3 separate regions of the Mus musculus genome follow, and all the other regions are linked to region 3. The links are chromatin contacts, called in public HiChIP or PLAC-seq and promoter capture Hi-C maps. All regions are on one chromosome and are shown on one strand. The core of a region is the stretch at or near the end of the contact, and the rest is flanking DNA. Distances in the headings are between cores, read along the strand shown.

Region 1 (3,633 bases), core at 706-3,205, 970 kb before region 3:
TTCCCCCTTCCTTCCTTCCAATCTTTCTTTTTGGTTTTTCGAGAGAGAGTATTTTCATGCAGCTCTGGCTGTCCTGGAATTCTCTGTAGACCAGGCTGGCCCCACCTGCCTCCAGATCCTGGAATTCTCTGTAGACCAGGCTGGCCCCACCTGCCTCCAGATCCCAAGCACTGAGGTTAAACATTAAAGCTGTGCACCACCACTGCTGCCACCAAGCACTAACTTTTCTTTTTCTTCTTGCTCCTCCTCCATCTCTCTCCCCCACCACAGCATGCTCGACAGGCAGTCTGCCATGCCACCCAGCTACATCCCACTGATCTTCCTTCCTTCCTTCCTTCCTTCCTTCCTTCCTTCCTTCCTTCCTTCCTCCCTCCCTCCCTCCCTCTCTTCCATCTGTCCGTCTGTCCCTCTCTCTCTCTCTCTCTCTGACACAGGCTATTGTTAAATTCTTAGACTGAAAGTATTTCTCTTGCCTCAGCCCCTTGAGTAGTTAGAATCACAGTGCTAATCTGAGTTTGCAGGTCAGAGCCGTCTCTCCCTGCCTTCTCTTATACAACACAATACCACTTGGCTTTGTTTTGTTTAGAACTTACCCCCACACACATTTTACTTCCTTTGGCTATTGAAAAATACATCTTGTTCCATTTGTAAACTCTGATGTACAGTTAAAAGAAACCTAGCTATAAACGCTAAATAAGCAGACACATAATCAAAGATGAATATTCCACAAGCTTATTCATAAGAGGCTACCATCTAGAGTTGTCCATTTATGGGTGAGAGAGATAGGTGTGAGACAGTTGATGGTAAAGACTTGCCTAGCTTGCACAATGCCCTGGGCTTCATCCACAGCACTGAGGGAGATTGGGAGAGAGGTAGGCTTTCTGCAACACACCCAGATACACAGGCTCTGAACAGGAGATGGCCCTCTCGATCCTTGACCAAAGCAGCTACGGCCAGCTCCAGTAACTCACCTTCTACCCAGAGCTGTTCTAGGTCTGTCTCAATTACAGCCACTCGGAGACCCAGTGCCAGAGCCCCAAAGGCCACCAGTCCCAGGAAGAGCACTTTGCCGCAGTGTTTCTGGATCCTGCACCCCAGGGAGAAGAGTAGACCTTGGAAGTAAGCTCGAAGCCAGAGAGGAGCCTGCAGGCTCCCAGCTAGGATCTGGGATAGAGAGAGGAGGAGGTCAGCCAGCTGTCAGCACAACAATGGAGGAGCTTTCCCTTTTCTCCCGGTCAAGTCCCAGTTTCCTGACTTCTGGATGCAGGGCAGGAAACAGCTACAGATAAAGGTTTCAAATGTGGAAGATTTAACTCTCTTTCCCTGTGCCTTCTCCATAAGCACACCTGAAAATGCCCATTTTTAGAAGGTTATGAGTCGTGAACACACACACTCGTTGTCAGCTAGGCAAAGAGGTGAACCCACAGACATAACTATTTTCACTGACCAGATAATAGGAAATAAACTAACAAATCACTTGCTGGCTCTCGCTTGTCTTCAAACACAGATCCAGTAACACTAGACTTCTAGCCCTACAGATGTTCAAGCGACGTTTAAGTTACAAACCCAGCCCCTCTACTCACATGAGGTGCGGAGGACCGAGCTGGAGGTGTGTAGCTGGGAGGTAGCTCTCCAAGGGACAGTGGCCGAACCATGCTGGTGAGGATGGGGGGCGCGAGCGCCCCCAACCTGCGTTATCTGAGCGCTGCCATAGGCTAGCTTGGCGCCTTGTGCCGCCCGGCTTCACCTGAGGATTCCTAGCTGCCGTGAACGGCCATACGGTCCTGGGTGAGGCGCGCGTAAAGATGCACAGGAGCAGCCCGCAGCGGCGGTGCGGGGTGGTGGCCCCAAGCCCCGCTGGATCTGTGGGCTGTGGTCCAAAGAGGGCTCCGCGTGTGGGTGGACCCGACTGGCTGCGAAGCACCTCACAGCTAAAGGTGGCGACTGTGGATCTCGGGAAGCACCAGGAGGCTCAGAAAAAAAGGAGCGGGCCGGGGTGACGCCCTCCCATTGGCTAAGGGGGCGGCAAATTACCCGCTGCCTTGCAGCCGGATCCGTTGCTAGGTAACGGCGCCGCAGGGGGCGGGGCAGGAGACCACCCAGGCAGGGCCACCCCTTTGCCTCGCCTCCCGGGCTCCCCAGCCCGCCCGCGGGGCCCTAAGGAGAGGAGAAGGGAGGGTGATCCTGGAGGCGCTAGTCGTTGGCCAAGTGTAAGTCAGGATGTTGAGAAAGGGAGTCTGCTGGTCCCCTTTGGGCCACCCTTTCTTCCCGACCCAGCGCAACCCTAAGGACCTCCTTTCCACTCTTTCCAAGCAGGCCAGACTCAGCTCTAAAATGCAAATCCCACGGCTGCACCAAAGCCCAAAGCCCTGCACCATCCAACTAAAGCTTTTTTTTTTCCTCTAAGTGCCTCACACCCACTCAGTTGCCTTCCAGTCCCGAATTGCCCTCAGTAATTTCCTAAGTTCACATGTTCTTGCCTTTGTACATGTTGGGGCCCCTTTGTCTTGGCAGATAACTTTTAAGCCTGAACTTGAATCAGTCAGCCTAAACTTTTGGAAGCCTTGGCAGATAATTGCTTTTTTCTTTGTGGTTCTTATTAACATTCAGTTTGTGTATTGTATTTTTAAATTTTTATTTTAACTTTTTTTTGTGAGACATGGTCTTAAGTAGTTCAGCTTGGCCTTCAACTCCTTATCCTGGTTGTGTCTGTCAAGTTAAGGGACTATAACAGTCCTGTATTGCCCAGCCTGTCTGATAATTGTATTTGTGATGACATAATTTATGTACAACATTGGGAAACATGTTGCTTTTCCAAGTGACTGTGCTATTTCTGTGCTCCTGACTGTTAAACTCTGATCGGTCATCTGAGGGTAAAAGTCTGACTCCTCATACAGAACATTTGGGAAAGGAGCCGGGCAGTGGCAGGCCCATCTCTTGTGAGTTCCAGGTCTCAGCATGGTCTACATAGAGAATTCTGGAACAGCCAGGGCTACCTAGAAAGATTCTGCCTCAGAAACAAAATACGTTTTTTGGGGGAAAAAAAAGACTTCAATAAATCTGTTGTTCTGATACTGCTATCACATCTGGCTAGCCTCTTGCTCAATTCTTCCAGACTTCTTAATCATTATATCATAAATATTTTATATTACTACACAGTCCTCTCATCAATCATTTGCAGAATGTCCTCAGGACAGATTCCCAGAAATGGGGTTGTTTGGGTCAAAAAGCATGAATATGGTTTTGGCCTTGCTACATACTGCCAAACTTGTGCAAATTAACATCATCAGCTCCAGGGCTTAATCCTAAGGGTTCCCCAGTTGGTTTAAGGGGTGGGCAGTTAAGGAGGAATGAATGTGTCTGTCTACAACACTGCTACTCTGTGGCTAAGAGGCACCTGGGCAGGAATGGAAGCCTTGGGCCTGGAGAGATAGCTCAGCAGTTAAGGCCACCTTTTGTTTTTGCAGAGGACCTGGGTTTGGCTTCCAGCATCCACAAAGGAGAGTTCACAGCTACCTGTAACTCCAGCTCCAGGGGATTCAACACCTGGCCTCTGAGAGCAAGTGTATACACACACACACACACACACACACACACACACACACACACACACACACACACACATGCGTCATA
Region 2 (3,687 bases), core at 784-3,283, 660 kb before region 3:
CCTCTTCTGGTGTGTCTGAAGACATCGACAGTCTACTCATATGCATAAAATAAATAAATCTTTTAAAACAAACACAAAAAACCCTTTAGGAGTGTTAAATGTTGTATAGGCATTATGTATAAATATTCAATGAAAATTTTGTTGTTGGGGCTGGAGATATGGTTCCGAGGTTGAGAGCTCTGACTGCTCTTCCAGAGGACCTGGGTTTAGTTCTCAGCACCCACATGGCAGCTCACACCTGTATGTAACTCAAAGATCTGACAGCCTCACACAAACATACATGCAGGCATACTACACATAAAATAAAAATCAATAAACTGAAAAAAAAAAAGAAAGTTGGTTGTTGTGGTCTATACGTAAATATACTTTTTTGCTTGCTCTATTTTTTTTTGTATGTTTTTTCTTTTAAAGATTTATTTATTTTATTTATATGAGTACACTATAGCTGTCTTGAGACATACCTGAAGAGGGCATCGGATCCCATTGCAGATGGTTGTGAGCCACCATGTGGTTGCTGGGAATTGAACTCAGAACCTCTGGATGAGCAGTCAGTGCTCTTAATCACTGAGCCATCAATCTCTAAAATTTTTATATGCCTTATTTCATTTAATCTACACAACAATCCTACAAGATAGATCCACATGGGCTGAGCATCCCTCTTCTGAAATGTTTGGGATCAAAGGTGTTCCCAGTTTCAGAGTTTGACATTTAAAGGTTCAGATTATTCTATTATATTAAAGGCAGAATCAGGCAGATTATAGAGTCTGGCTCCAGAGTACATCTTTCTACAACTACATGCATTATACAAGGAGTCAGTGGTCATAGCATTTGAATGAGAGAACGCCACGCAGGACAGGAACTCAAAAATGAATTCACTTGGGCTGGAGAGATGGCTTAGTGGTTAGGGACACTTGACTTCTCGTCCAGAGATCCTGAGTTCAATACCCAGGAACCACATGTTGCATCTGTATCTGATGCTCTCTTCTGGTATAGAGACACAACACTCATAGAGGTAAAATAGATGAATAAATCAATCTTTTAAAAAGAATTTACTCAACCCTTTCAAGATCCATTATCTCCATCCTCTTTCCAATGGAGAAAAAAAAAGGATGAATTCTACAAGTGAGTACCTTAATTTTTAGAATATGATACTGAACTTATCAAGGACTAGAGTACTAATGGTAAAACAGACAAGAGATTTAAATTGAATTTTAGTTCAATTATGCCTTCTATGAATGGTTTCATTTTGGAAAAACAAATCAACAAGTAAGGCCAGTTGTGCTTCAATTTCCCCATATACCAGGTAGGCATACCTGACCTGCCTAACTCACAATCTTTTTGTTTGTTTAAAAGAACATGGTGACAGAAGCATCAAAAAGAACCAGTAGGGGGCAGCACCGTACAGAGCATCATCAGATCTCCTATAGGAAGCAGAGCAGGCTTGGCAAGGCAGAAAGAACAGCTGAAAATAATTTCTCATAAGGAAAGCCTGTTAGCCTGCTTAACCCTCTTTGTGATCCACCTTGGAAATCTTACAGCGGTATACGGAAAGCATTAACACCACAACTTCTCACTCTGGGTGAATCTGCCCAAATTCAGACCAGAAGTGCCTAGACTGAAAAGAAATGGGACTGATCGTGCCGGCAAAACATCTAAAAGCTAAACATCTAAAGAAACAGTTCACTTCTTTGACATGGTGGCAGCATGGCATGGAAGGCTCATCTTCAGGAACCACTCACATTACATACATGGCTGAATGTCAGGCAGAAGAAACTAAGACTATGTGTATTTGTATTTTCTGAAGGCCTGGTCATGGTAAGACTCTTGGTTTTGGTTCAGAGAAACACATATTTACAAATATGTGTCAACACCCAAGAAAGTCACCTTAGCTGGGTGTGGTGGCTCAAGTTTATACTTGTAATACTTGGGAGGCTAAGGCAAGATAAGATCCAAAGCCAGCATGAATGACATAGAAGGATCCTGTTTAAAAAGAAAGGCAGGACGAGAGGGAGGGAAAAAGTAAATCCACAGCCAGAAGGGGGAGCAGAGAGAAGAGGAGGCAGGACGAGGACTCAGTGACTAACAGACTCTGGCTTCCCTCGGCAGGATGGAAAAGTAGAAATGAGATCCAGGGAGGGAAACAAAAAAGAATTTATTTTTTTCCACAGTCCATTTGCCTTGCCTGATGCTGGAGAACTCGCTGGTGGGGCTTATAAGCCCATGAGCCCTCAAAAACCACAACTTCTCGATGTCTCAAGACCCATGCATGCATGTATGAAGCAAGGAAGTTTAAGATCTGCCAACAAGGAAGATTTCTAGGTTGCTAAACACTGTGTGCCCCATTAGCAGGAACGTTCACTTCCCCATAAGCAACTCCCAGTGCAGACTCAGCTGTGCAGCCTCTGAACAAATCCCTCTGCAAGAAAGCCAAGAACAGCTGTATTGGCCTGGTCAGCTTCCCTGGACGGGAATCACACATGCTGTGCATTCAATTTTTCACAGGCAAATCCCCTTGGGTTCTCCTATGGAACAAGCCAATACTGACAAGATACTTAAATACCTTACAGAACTTTTAACATTTTAATTTTTTTTTTGAGGCAGGATCTCTCCAGCCTAGGCTACTTCAGATTTGCCAGACAGCTGAGAATTAATTTGAATTCTTGATCTTCTTGCCTTACCTCTCAAGTGAGAGTTATATGTATTTCAGTTAAATGTCCAGTAACTGCTAAATGATACATATGTCAATTTTATCTATACCAAAACCTGCTTCTTTTCAGCTGATCTCTGAATTTACTATCTTTGAAGAGCTGTTTAAAAAAAAAAAAAAAAAAACTTCAGTGAAGCCAGGCATAGTGGTGCACACATTTAGTCTCAGCTCTTGGGAAGCAGAGGTAGGGAGATCTCTGAGTTCAAGGATAGCCTGGTCTATGTTCCAGGATAGGCAGAGCTTCATAGTGAGACCTTGTCTTTATAAACCAAACAAATGAAAAGCTAATACCCCCCCAAAAAAGGAAAGAACGAAAGAAAGAACGAAAGAAAGAAAGAAAGAAAGAAAGAAAGAAAGAAAGAAAGAAAAGCTAATACCCAGTGTACTAGTATTGAGGGATTGTCTTTGGTGGTGCTTGGATAATAAGGGTAAACCCTGTAAATTCAAAGCCAACCTGATCTAAGGGTTCCAGGCTAACCAAGAGCTACATAGTGATACCGTATGTATGTCAAACAACAATAATGATGACAATCTGCCTGTCTGTCCCACACTACTCCATAGGCTGAGGCTGGAGGAACACTTGAGCCTATGAATTTAAAACCATCCTTTGCATCACAGCAATACCCTTTCTCAAAAGAATGAAACTAATGGTCAGGGTACAGTAGTGTGCACTTTTTTTTAAAGACTTATTTATTATTATATCTAAGCACGCTGTAGCTGTCTTCAGATGCACCAGATGAGATGTCAAATTTCATTATGGATGGTTGTGAGCCACCATGTGGTTGCTGGGATTTGAACTCAGGACCTTGGAAGGAGCACCACTGAGCCATCTCTCCAGTCCTAGTGTGCACTTTTAATCCCAGCACTAAGGAGGCAGAGGCAGGCAAATCTCTGTGAGTTCCAGGTTAGCTAGGGAGACCCTGGGTTTTTTTTTGTTTTGTTTTGTTTTGTTTTGTTAATTTTTAGAAATAATCTAAACT
Region 3 (3,780 bases), core at 1,263-3,762:
TGTCTTCAGATGCACCAGAAGAGGGCATCAGATCTCATTACGGATGGTTGTGAGCTGCCATGTGGTTGCTGGGATTTGAACTCAGGACCTTCAGAAGAGCGGTAGGTGCTCTTAACCACTGAGCCATCTCTCCAGCCCCTATCTTTTTCTTGAAGTGAAAGACTTAACAAGTTGAACAAACAGCACAATGGCCAAAGAATGGAAAAACCAGACTCTATCAACTTCTTTAATCTTTAGGGGTGAAAAAGTCACAGTATATGTGTGTTTCCAAGCCAGATTAAGGGACAGTAGAGCGTTGATCATATCTACCTCACGCCCTTCTCTCAGAAAGCACAGCAGGAGTGGGGCCACTCCCTATCCAAATCAGGCTCAGCTACATATGCCACTTGTGATAAAGCCAGTTAGGCTTCTGTTTCCCTGCTAGAGAACTGGTTTTTCAGAAATCATATGATTATCAATCTGCTAATTTAGCTGATATACTTGAAAGGCCCCAGCCCCCACTGCAACACATCCTGTCCTCCCTGGTCCTTTTTCCTCCCCTCCCCTCTGACTACATAAGCTAGTCCCAATACTTCAATGAATGAGCTGTCCTGTGAAACAGTCTCCTGGGTTGGTTCACCCCTGCCTTTCAGCACCAAGACCCTGCTCCCCTGATCCTCTGCATCCTGATGGCCACTGGTGTACAATGGCTGAGGGGCAGGGGCGGGGGGGGGGGGAGGTAGGCCCACAGATATAGGGTTAAAAATTAGGGAGGTTGGAGGTTGAGCCTGGTGGCATAGGGCTATAATTTTAGCACTAGGAAGTAGAAACAGGAGGTTAGCACTGGATACATCAGACCCAGTCTCAAAAGAAGCAAAACAAACCTTCAAAAAGGAAATACTTGCCAGGTGTGGTGGTGCACGACTTTAATCCCAGCACTTGGGAGGCAGAGGTAGGTGGATTTTTGAGTTCGAGGCCAGCCTGGTTTACAGAGTGAGTTCCAGGACAGCCAGGGCTATACAGAGAAACCCTGTCTCAGAAAAAAAAAAAAAAAAGAAAAAAAAAAAAAAGAAGAAATTGAGATTAAAAAAAAAAAAGGAAATACTTATATATTTTCTAGGGCTAGGTAGAGTTTCTTTCCTTTAAAGAATATTTCTCTGTTATTAGAGCGTGTATGTACATGATGTTTGTATGAGGGTGCGCATGTGCCATGCTGTACATATGGAGGTCAGAGGTCAAGTTTGTGGATCAGTTCTCTCCTTTCACCTTGGTGTGGGCTGTGGGCACTGAACTCATGTCCTCAGGCTTAGGTGACACATGCTTTTATCCACATCCACACATCCCTTATACCCCCCATTTTGAGACAGATTTTGACTATACAGCCCAGGCTGACCTCATAGTCATGGCAAAGAAGTTAACTGTTCTTTTTGTGTATGTGATTTTGTTTTTCATTAAGTTGCTCACAGCCTTCTTGTCTCCCAGCAAGATATTCCTATGGAAATTAAAATTTCTTCGGTTCATTGTTCCCAAAAGCCAAGGAAAGGACATAAGTATCTCTTTAGTATATCCTCATTTCTGCTAGGCGGGCTGGGGATGACAGAGGGTCATAAGTTTAAAGATAACCGGGTTACACAGCAAGACCTTGTCTCAAATAACAACAAACCTCAGCAGTGACCGCCTCACGAAGTTCTACCACTATGCTATATTCCTAGTGCCCCCAAGACACCACACACACACACACACACACACACACACACACACACACACACGACAAAATGGGGACAATAAACCTTATCTGAGGATAGTAAATGATTTATAATAGCTAAGGAGATCCTTTTAAGTAGATAGTGATTAAGTGTAATGGGCATGCTATTTTGATTAGTGAGCACTTAGGTAATACATGGGGGCTATGTTAAATACTTTGAACACTTTTTTTTTTTCCCGTTCTTGGAGGGTCTTTCTACAGAGCTGTCGCTGTCCTGGAACTCATTATGAAGACCAGGCTAGTCTCACAGAGATCTGCTTGCCTATGCCTAGTGAGTACTATAATTAAAGGCCTGCGCTACCAGGCGCAGCTACTTTGTTCACTTTAATTAGACCCTGTGAATAATCCCTTAGGAGAGGTACTATAATAATATCACTTAAAGGAAAAACGGATTTTTAGAGAATGGGTGACTATGCCCCAGGAAAAGACAGCTAGCTTATTTCAAGACATCTCAGACCAATTGGCAGTGCAGCACCAACACCTCCGCTCACCTTTTGACTGGCCACTGGCCTTGCCTGCTTCCAGCTCAGATTTCTGCTCCAGGTCTGGCACAATAAAGAGCCTGAATCAAATTCCCAAAAATGTGCTGCCTTTTGAAATCTATTCCAGTAGCAACTCCTCCGCACAGTACTTCGGTGCAAAACATCTATTTGGTTCAGCTGCTTCGGCCAAAGGCAGGAGCCAGGAAGAGGGACCGTTGGCAAGTAAGAATTCTGGCACCTGCCTGTTGCTGCCACCAGGATAAGCCACAGCTCCTAGTGGTCTGTTGAGCCTCTGGGCGGAAATCCAAGACCCTTATTAGCCTCAGCCCTAGGCCCGCCCCTTCCTTTAGGCCGGATCGTCGAGCGTCAAGTTCACTGAACGCAGCCAATAGGGGACTGTGGTGGCAGAGTGGCGGGAGGTTCGATTGACACTGCCTGGAGGCTCTTAACGCGCGCTTTGGGAAGAGGAAGAATAAGGGGAAAGATACCGGAGTCGCTCTTTGCCTCTCTTCAGCTTCTAAGATTCTCCTCCTCCCAACCTGGATTTTTAACTGGTCCTTCCTGGGTTCCTGTTTAACTTCCCACAAGGCGTTCCTAGGTCTCTGCTTGCCTTCCTCACACTGAGGTTTGATGTCGGTCCAGCTCTGGTAAATTCTATCCCTCTCCTAAGAATTCAGGCGTCTCGCCTTCGTACTTAAGACTGTACTTTTTCGTAGGTGTTACTCTCAGGGAAGCAGCCCAGCTAGGGACGTTATTCCAACTCCACTTTGCTCATCTGCAACTTCAATCTGTCTTCTTTCCCATCCTAGATTTAGACCCAGCTCCGCTTGGACTTGGCTTTGGATATTTTGACCTTGAGGAACTTGGGGACCGACATTCCTGGTTTGGACCCAAGCCTCATCCTCTGATTGCATCCCCTCCCCTCATACCGACTCTTAAGACAATATTTTCAATGATATAGCAACTTCCTTTTATAGCATCCCCTGGTCCTGCATTCTCTGTTGCTGAGTGCTTTTAACTTCGCTGATGGGCACTTGACATTTGATGCTTCTGGGGCCAGGATGGTAAGTGTGACCTTAAGCTGACTTAAGGGGCCTGGCTGCAGGATCACTGCAGGAACTCACTTTCTGTTCTCCCTTGCAGAGGAGGAGCTTAGCTCCCAGCCAGTTGGCTAGGAGGAAACCAGAAGACAGATCATCAGATGATGAAGACTGGCAGCCTGGGACAGTAGTGAGTGTTTAGGGGAATAAGGAAAATGAGGTTCATAGTCATCTTGAGAAAGTACCTTTCATACATTTTTGAAGCTTTTTTTTTTTTTTTTTTTTTTTTTGAGATGAGCTTCTCACCAGGTCTGTAGACTATGGTCTGTCTCCCAAATGCAGTGTGTGGTCGTAGGCATGTGCCAGGCACACCTGGCACTTAAGGTTTTTTTTTTGAAACAGTGTTTCTCTGTGTAGCCCTGGCTGTTCTGGAACTCTGTTTGTAGACCAGGCTGGCCTTGAACTCACACAGAGGTTCCCTTGCCTCTGCTACCCAGTGTTGAAAGTGAAGGTG

Evidence for each region. Promoter capture Hi-C pulls out the DNA fragments that hold promoters and counts their contacts. HiChIP or PLAC-seq counts read pairs in DNA pulled down with a chosen protein or histone mark.
Region 1: a contact with region 3 is called in a promoter capture Hi-C map of pre-B cells, with 3 times the contacts expected there. The contact joins the promoter of Ptch2 here to the promoter of 2510003B16Rik in region 3. A contact is called at or near these places in 2 of 39 promoter capture datasets (maxillary cranial neural crest and pre-B cells).
Region 2: a contact with region 3 is called in an H3K27ac HiChIP or PLAC-seq map of large pre-B cells, with 2.8 times the contacts expected there. The contact joins the enhancer-like site here to the promoter of 2510003B16Rik in region 3. A contact is called at or near these places in 1 of 39 promoter capture datasets (cranial neural crest), 2 of 15 datasets of contacts at CTCF or cohesin (both in the NIH/3T3 cell line), 1 of 484 Hi-C or Micro-C datasets (pro-B cells) and 1 of 115 datasets of contacts at active chromatin or transcription factors (large pre-B cells).

Annotation. Positions count from the first base shown.
Region 1 is chr4:117,094,378-117,098,010 of GRCm38.p6, reverse strand. Ptch2 (patched 2) reads right to left here and starts at 1,955. Exons shown (of 22, transcript NM_008958.3): 1 at 1,584-1,955; 2 at 972-1,164. The coding sequence starts at 1,655. RefSeq lists enhancers at 1,800-2,299, 1,862-2,320, 1,161-2,859.
Region 2 is chr4:116,786,872-116,790,558 of GRCm38.p6, reverse strand. The region is part of intron 4 of Tesk2 (testis-specific kinase 2); the gene reads right to left. Among named protein-coding and RNA genes, the nearest start is that of Toe1, 19 kb to the left of the region's middle. Within about 2 kb of position 2,033, at least 87 of the 459 cell types and tissues checked have an H3K27ac peak or open chromatin away from gene starts, as enhancers often do. A contact at or near this core is called in the NIH/3T3 cell line, where this site is marked.
Region 3 is chr4:116,122,572-116,126,351 of GRCm38.p6, reverse strand. 2510003B16Rik (RIKEN cDNA 2510003B16 gene) reads right to left here and starts at 2,512. Exons shown (of 3, transcript NR_131048.1): 1 at 2,236-2,512. It overlaps Rad54l (RAD54 like (S. cerevisiae)), which reads left to right and starts at 2,663. Exons shown (of 18, transcript NM_009015.3): 1 at 2,663-3,290; 2 at 3,370-3,456. The coding sequence starts at 3,288.